2 separate regions of the Mus musculus genome follow, and region 1 is linked to region 2. A link is a contact called in public Hi-C data. All regions are on one chromosome and are shown on one strand. Each heading gives the region's core, a stretch centred on a gene start, on an enhancer-like site or on the middle of the called end of the contact. The rest is flanking DNA. Distances are from core to core; before and after follow the strand shown.

Region 1 (4,300 bases), core at 857-3,356, 340 kb before region 2:
ATCCAGTGCCCTTGCCTGGCCTGTTTGGGTACCACACACATATGCCCAGGCATGCATACAGACATATCTACACACATAAACATATTAAATGGGCATTTAAATATAAGATAGAACTTCCCACATTAACAAGTATCCCAGGAAGCTTTCCAAGTATGAAGGGCACACTCTGTGTTGTTTCCTTCATATTTAATAGAGCTTTTTGTTCTTGTACATAGAATGACTGCTGGAAACAGTATGCAAGGCTGCCACTGAGCTGCCCATCTATGCAAATCCTAATGATGTGGAGTGGTCATGGTGATTGTGGTAGAATGAATAGAACACTGTGGACAGTGAGAAGTGAGAAGAGACAAGCTGCCATCAGTGTGGCCACCTACCATGCTCCATACACAATTTTTGTCATAAAGTCATTACAGGAAGAATAATTGTATGCCCTCAGTGGTTCTAGTGCTCTGGCAATCCATCTGGCCCTCTTCTTTTTGTGTAACAACTATTTTCTGACCATTCACTTTTCCCTATTCAGTTGATATAAGGAAGTTTACCAGTAAGAGACTCAGGGGAACTCTCCATATTGAGTAGGTTAAGGATGAGGGTTCCCAGAGAAGAATAACTACCCAAGCTTTGTCATATCCCCTTTCCAAATCCCTGTGTTCTAGTAAGATTTCTATTGCTAGAAACACAATCTCCAATCAAAAGCAAGTAGGGGATGGAAGGGCCTACTTGCCTCACACTTCCAGGATGCAGTACACTGGGGAAGTCCAGGTAGGGACCATGGAGGAACAGTCTGTGGGCTCATACCCTGGCCTATTCTTAGCTAAATCCCTTATACATCCCAGGACTACCTTACCAGAAAATGAATGGTGCTACTCAGACCAACATCAATTAATAATCAAGACAGCACCTCCGGACATGCTCACAGGACAATCTTATTTGGGCAGTCCCTCAACTGAAACTCCCTTCTCAGGTGTCTTTGGGGTGTGACAATTAAAACTTAGTCAGAAACCACTCCAGCAATTTGTTCATTCCTTCTCTTACAATCTGAAGGGAAAGACTCAATAAAAGGAAGGAACACATTTACAGCATTGCTCAGTATAGAAACCCATGTGAGTACTGATCCTGCTAGATCAAGGTCACCTCATTGAGGTTCTTGGAAACCATGGCTCTCAGAGTTGTCCCCACTCTCCAATGTGGCGTTTGCAGTAGTCGCATCTACCTTCCTCTCCAGTTTTTGGTTCCCCTTGGAAGAACAGCTCATATCATTAAGAGGAAGAGGCTCTGACAATTTCCAAAGAAGCCTTTGGGGAATAGACCCCTTTTGTTTGTAGTTATCAAAACAAATTACGCGCTACATGCCTGAAAGGATGTTGACTTCAAGATGTCTTCCCTGGGGACCCTCAAAGTCGCAAATGTGAATTCTAAACCTTTGTCTTATAAAGGCCAATCTGAAATGTGCGCTGATCTGAATAGGGCTTGCTCCTTAGTGATCAGGGAGGACTCTATATTTGGAACACAATAACACCATTTAGAAAGCAGGGCGCTCTGGGTCCCTGATTAATGAACTGAAGCGCATCTCTACAATCCAGGGCCCTGCAGCTTGGAGTCAAAGCCATGCACAATACTTCCTTCTCCCCACCCGACCCCTCCCGGACCTAGCCGCAAAAGATGGTATTTCAAAGTCAGTTCAGTCTATAGAAGTAAAATAGTTATAATAATTGAGGAAAAATATTAGTGATTTCCATGCTTAAACAAATGGCACATGGCACATAAATTGCACCATCTGCTATGACTTTCCCCGAGTAGGAAGCTGGCAAATATTGTATAATCATCTACATATGACAGATAATTTCCAGCCAAGTCTAAATAAAAAAGTGCTTTGTCTTCAGGCATCATTTTAAAAAGCCAGAGACATAAGGTAAACAATCAAATGTTATCTCACTGTTTACTTTCCCCATCAAACACACACAAAACTGGTTTATGGACATGTATATATTACTATACATAGATAAAGACTTGATGATATTTTAAAAATTTTTTCTTTATGTGTGTGTGGGCACATACTTGCAAATGGATATGCTTGCAGGTGCCCTTGCCAACCAGAAGAGGATGTCAGGTCCTCTGGAGCTAGAGTTGCAAGTAGTTGTGAGCTGACCAATGAAGATGCTGGGAAGCAACTTGGGAACTCCAGAAGAGAAGAAAGCACTCTGAACCGATAAGCCGTCTCTCCAGCTCCAGACACAGCATACTAAATTTATGCTTAGGAAGCACATATGAGCACAAGCTTAGTCTATCATGCTTTAGTTTCTTCCTCCATTTTCTTCTCTCTCTTTTTTTTTTTTTTTTGAAAACTCAATTCAATGAATCCATTCATTTGTCTGCATGTCGGAAAGAGGATCATACTAGGTAGAGAAAGCTGCCCTTGATCCCCTGGTTGCCCCTCATGTATGCAAAGATTACATATCTACCCACCCACACTAGTTATAAATATCTGGACTCTGTATAATAACACCCTATTTAATGTACTTTTTGCTTACATTTATTTGTTTACTTGTGGTTGGGGAGGACATGTTCCAGCATGTATGTAGAGGTCAGAGAACACTTGTGAGGGTCAATTCTGCTCAGGTCATCAACACTAGTGGCAAGGACCATTATTTACTGAACCTTCTTACCTCTGCTCCACTGAATTTATATTTTAACCTGTACGCAGAAAGGCTTTCTGTTCAATTCTTGTTGGCTCACAGTACCATGAGAATTAAAGCAATAAAAATATTCAATATTAGGGAATAAATGTATGTTTCGGTGGAGGAGGTATGAGGCACCATGGGGATAATTTGCACAAACTGAAAAAAATAAATCCACTGTCAATGAAATCGTGTCCTTGCAGAACTCTTGAAGTTCCCTAATATAGAACAGAATTAGTGTAGTCAGATTTCATTTAAGCACAAGGCTTGGCCGTCCATTATTTAAACAGCACTGTCAGTCATGAAAGAATACTTCAAGCACATGACAACACAATTCTTCCCACACTGAAGGTTGCCCTCTAAATCAGAAGAGAACGTAAGGGCTTCCTAAGGACTCCTTCTCAAACAAATTACAGTCTGGCCGCACCAAAATGAATTTTATTATTGAGGACAAGTGAATTGTACAGTACTTATAGCAAACACATTAGAGGATTAAAATTGATTGAAGGAGATTGGATTTGAAAAGATATAAATAGGGAAGACATGAAAAATCTGCTCAAAGTGAACTTATCAAAACAGCAGTGGAATTCAGGCATCAGCCATTTGCCTCTGGAAGTCGCTTCCTGGTTGTCTATAGAGAGCGTAATGGAAAGGCTGCAGGGTGGTGGCACTATGTGATAATACACTATGGATGCAAGATAAGTGCTCACAGGGGTACACACTAATGTAGAAAGACTACATCATGGTAGTAGTACTGTGAGGATGGATTGTGGATGCGAGATGGAATGTACAAGCTCACACAAACAAGCCATGGAACCACAATGGCCAATTTTCCATCTTTCTGTGTATCAACCACTTGATGTGACTTCAAAAGAAGTTTCAAGTAATGGTAAATAGAATGTATATTCAGGGGTTTTCTGCCTTTTTCTGATTATCTGCAGGAATTTCACATTTCTTCAATGTGGATTGACTATGGGGTGATCATCATACAATGATTGACAATCCTTTGTACCCTGTGTTTAACATTCTTCTATTAGCTTGCCATAAGCACAGGTACTAGACCCTAGCAGCAACCCAATGTGCCATGCACTACCAGTAACACAAAAGTTCCCTTGTCTCCAGCACACAAGGACATCAAGAGACATAGAATTCAAATCTCAAGCTGCCCAGTTGAGGCAAGAGCTCATTTGCAAAATGCTTGTTTTACCAGCAACTGAGTAAGAGTTCAATCCCCAGAGCCCATGTAAGAAAAGCTAAATGTGGCACTGTATATATTTGTAATATACACTGTGGGGAGGTAGGGACAGGTGGGTCACTGGGGCTTGCTGGCCACCCAGCCTCACCTATTTGGACAGATTAAGGCTCATGAGCTACTATACATCAAACATCAAGATGGCTAGTGACTAATGAATAATGAGGTCATCTTCTGGTAGTCTCTACCCACATGTGTATGAGATCACATGTACACCTGGGCTAGATAGATCCAAGAACATCTATTCTAAAATATTAACATATCTGCTAGTTTTAATCATATAAGTAACACAACTTTCCTTACAACTGGCTGAAAGAATAGAAGGGGAGATCAGAAAATGGCTAGGGTATTATCTCACTGCTACATTCAGAAG
Region 2 (4,151 bases), core at 1,423-3,922:
CACAATTCCAGGTTAGAGTCCATTGTTGAGAGACAGTCGGGACAGGAACCTGAAGCATCTAATCCATCCACAGTCAAGAGCAGAGCGAGAAGGGATCCATGCATGCCTGCTGCCCAGCTAGCTCTCTCTATGCTTACTCCATACAGGGCCCAAGCTCCAGAAACGACACCACTCACTTCTAGGTCTGGGCTTCTAACACCAGTTATGACAATCAAAATGATTCTCCAACATGATGCAGACAATTTTTCATTGAGACTGCCATCACAGGTGTTTCTGAGGTGTGTCAAGTTGGTAATTAAAACTAACCATCACTGCATAACCCTCCACACACACACACACACACACACACACACACACACACACACACACACACAGATAAACAGATACACATACACACACACACAGATACACACACACACACACAGACACACACACACACACACACACACATGTTCAGCATGACAAAGGCAGTGCCTCCTGGAAACCCAATCTAGGTCAGTCACTGTGGTCATCTCCCTGAATTTCTCATCCGGGCTAATGTTCACATATCAGGAAGTTAAGAACTGTTTTCAGTCCCATGTAACCAACAAGACTGACACAGATGCAGCAGTGCCTCCAAGGACAGGGTTATGGTTCCAATTCACTTAGGACTCATTTGCAAGCCTGTCTTTTCACCTCCAGTGTGGCTCTGTCTCCCTGCCATTCCTCTCAACTCCAACTCCAGCAACCCCTGTGTGCTTCCACTACACGATCTTTGAGCTTCTGTAAGGGATACAGCAAGGAAGGCAAAGTGCAGAGGAAATCGAGTCACACAGCTCAGTTGCCTTGTACATACAGAGTAGCCAGAGCCTAGTTGTTGTCTTCAAGAATAAATTATGTTTGAGGGAATCATATCAGCAGACATGAGCTCCATCCTTAGCAACCCACAGCAGATGATCCTTGTCAAACCACACAGAAGCAGCTTTGCCCAAGACACCCAAGGTCACACATTAACATATTGTGTTGAAAAATGTGAGGAAGAAGAGGGAAATAAGATAGACAGAGAAAGGCCAACACTGCGCAGAGCACACACCTCTAATAGACTTTAAACTGAGCAATCTCCCTTTGTTTGATTGGCTACTGTTAACATTACAGGAAAGCTTTCCAGGATGTCAATAGCAGATGAGAACATCAGAGGTAAAGTCTGGAGGAGAAATGATCACGCACACTGCAGAGCTTCATGAAGGTGAAACACAATCGTAAGTCACCAGGGATCCACCTCCCAAGACCTACCACACTGGGGGCAAATGTTTCAACTTTCTTCTTCCATTTGATCCCAATATCTAAAAGAACATATGTTTTATGATCCAGGGAAGCCTTCGCTGGAGCCCTTTGAGAATTAGCTGCAGTCCTGCAGCCCTGATTCCATAAATAGCCTTTAAACATCCTGCTCTGTGGCACTGGCACAGAGCTGAGGTCCCTGGCCTCCTGGTGTGACATTCCATCAGGCAGGGACTCCACATTCTCCTCTCCTCAGGAAGCAGAGGGCCCCTGTGCTCTTAGCTGCTGTGTCCAATTATTTTGCTGCCCTTGCAAAATAAGCACTTAGGCATCCGATGTATTTTTAAGGAAACGGATCAGCACTGCTATTCTGGGAGATACAAAGCTCATAGAGAAATAGGGCAAATTCCAAACATCAGAAAATCTTGGTCTTTATATATTAATCACACTAACATTGTAAACTGAGAGAAGGAGGAATCCAATGCCTGCCGATGCACCATTTGCTTTGTTGAGATCCTTTGGTGAAATTACACAGTGTTGTCTCCCTGTATATATTTCCTTCTTTGATTGGTTTCAATTATTGCTGACTATTTTATTTAAATCAGACAGAAAAAGAAGGAACAGAAAACTGAAAGTTACAAGTACATTTTCAAATTATCAGTACAAGCCAGATAAATAAAGGGTCATTAGAGAGAGGCAAACATACACTATATATAACCCGGCCTTCTAATGCTAAGTTGGTAGCAGACATGGCTAATCAATTACAGTATTCACCCTAATGGGTCATAAGTGGGCTCAGATTCCAAGTCCTATAAAGCATGGGTTCACCCACCACAACTGGCATCTCTGTGCTCTGGGAAACTGGATTCTGGATAGGTAGAGGTAGAATCCTTATCTATTCTCTTTTTTTTTCTATAACAATAAGGTAGAAGACATTCATTGCCTATGAGAATTGTAGGCAATAGGTTTAAAAATGGGAAAACATAATGGAGACTGCATCATTGAGTGACTCTAGAAACTTAACCTCATTTTCACACTAAAGACTTGTGCTAGGTTCAGCACGTCTGCTTTTACATATACACACACACACACACACATTATAATATTTTCCTGTATAACTGTTCCCTGCTTGAATTCAGATTTCAGTTTAGTTATTGCTTTTCCAAAGCATCTCTTCTTATCAACTCACCTAAATAGATATTCTCCTATTTTATTTCTATCTTAAAATGTAGAGGTAACTGGAAGCATCCTAAAGTGGTAAGGGTAAGGGTATCCCAGTTTATTGGCTTAGTATTTCTCCTTTCAGACAATGCCTGTCTTCCAAAAGAGACTATGTCTATTACTCACGACCAACGTGCAGTACTGCCTGCACAGATGGGCTCCCTGTAAAGACAGCAGATGCATGGCATGCACGCCACCTGCTCATGACGATGTTGTATTGTCTTAGCATTTTGTTCTATGTGCATCTCCCTGTAGAGATGTCCTTGGGTAGCACCTGTTAAAAGCCACAGAACAGGCATGCAAATCTTCTCTCAAAACTCCTGCCTAAGACATTTACTCAGTTAGAAAAATGAAGGTCTTCCTGGGTGGCTATAAAGGAAGAAATTAAACCTCCCAAGCTCAGCTGGACCACCAGACTTCTCTGAGCATCGGTTCCCTCTATCCAGCTGACTCCAGTCCAATGTGCTGATGCCCAGTAGTGTGGGGGCTGAATTAACAGTGATTAGAAGCCTCAACCTCGAGATGCCGGTGAGGTTTAAGCTCCAGAAGAAGGTATCTGACCTCTAACACCAAGCCCTCCATTAAATAACTGCATGACCACAGGCCAACAAGCTGCAACCTCAGACCTCTGTAAGTAAGAACATTTTCCTCAAGACAATCCTAATGCAGTTATAATTCTTACATTCTCGATACTCACAATGTATTATACCAGGTATAGAGAAAAACTCCATAGACACTGTTGATTAACAGTATTGTAGTATTTTTAAAGAATTAAAATGATCCACTCCAATCAGTCATTTCTCTGTTCTCAGCATCTTGCTTCTACAAAAAGAAAAGGTGTTTGTGTACAGCTATAAAAAACCTTTGGAAAAGAAGACAGGGTAAGGAATATATTTATTATTATCTACAATTTCCTGTTATTATTTCCATCATGTAAGCATTGAGATTCACAGTCAAGTGCACTGGAGAGGAGGGATTTTTTTTTGGTGCATTCAATGTACAAAGAGAGAATCATATCTTTTCTTGTTCTTTAAATAAAATCATATTAACAGAACAAATACCCTAAAGGCACCACATGCCACATTCTACCAAAAGGAAATTTCCCATTCTTAATTTCAAAGACCACCAACTTTAACGTGCACATTTTCTCCATTTAAAACTATCCATTTCTCCCAAGATAGGGAGGTTGTCTTGCAACCACTAAAATATGAGAAGTGAGCATTATGTCTTGAATTTCTAGGAGGACACCAATAGCTACAATTGAGTTTGTCTACGAAATCAAGTTCATACACGTCTGAACTCCCTTCTGGCTTGTCATCAGAGAGCACTATTAGCTCATAGCTCATCTCTCGCATGCCTGAAAAGCAGGAAGCTCTCTACATCTGTTTTATGAGACACTCAGTCTGCTGTGTGCCCCTCAGTCCCTACAAAACACAGGTATAAGCTCTTTCCATTCTTGAATTGAGACATGCCCTACACACACCGACGTCAGACCAGAGCCAGGATGATGCTGTGTGGAAGAAGCCAATCCACGCGTGTCTTACACACTGGGCACCAAGCAGGACATAGCTTCTGAACTCTGTGCATGTGAGTGACTAAGGCTCACTGCAGGCATAGAAACCATCCACATAAATGTCTTTTTTTTTTTTTTGGAGAAAGAGTACCTGCTT

What was found. Hi-C and Micro-C count contacts between places; a contact is called where the count stands out from the background.
Region 1: a contact with region 2 is called in a Hi-C map of cerebellar granule neurons, with 2.9 times the contacts expected there. The contact joins two enhancer-like sites. A contact is called at or near these places in 4 of 484 Hi-C or Micro-C datasets (cerebellar granule neurons, cerebellum and cerebral cortex).

What each region holds. Positions count from the first base shown.
Region 1 is chr16:6,425,312-6,429,611 of GRCm38.p6, reverse strand. It overlaps a transcript of Rbfox1 not described here. Among named protein-coding and RNA genes, the nearest start is that of Gm36824, 320 kb to the right of the region's middle. Within about 2 kb of position 2,106, at least 4 of the 459 cell types and tissues checked have an H3K27ac peak or open chromatin away from gene starts, as enhancers often do. A contact at or near this core is called in cerebellar granule neurons and cerebellum, where this site is marked.
Region 2 is chr16:6,083,687-6,087,837 of GRCm38.p6, reverse strand. Gm36824 (a long non-coding RNA gene) reads left to right here. Exons shown (of 4, transcript XR_875875.3): 4 at 1,135-1,232. It also overlaps a transcript of Rbfox1 not described here. Among named protein-coding and RNA genes, the nearest start is that of Gm52235, 5.8 kb to the right of the region's middle. Within about 2 kb of position 2,672, at least 17 of the 459 cell types and tissues checked have an H3K27ac peak or open chromatin away from gene starts, as enhancers often do. A contact at or near this core is called in cerebellar granule neurons and cerebellum, where this site is marked.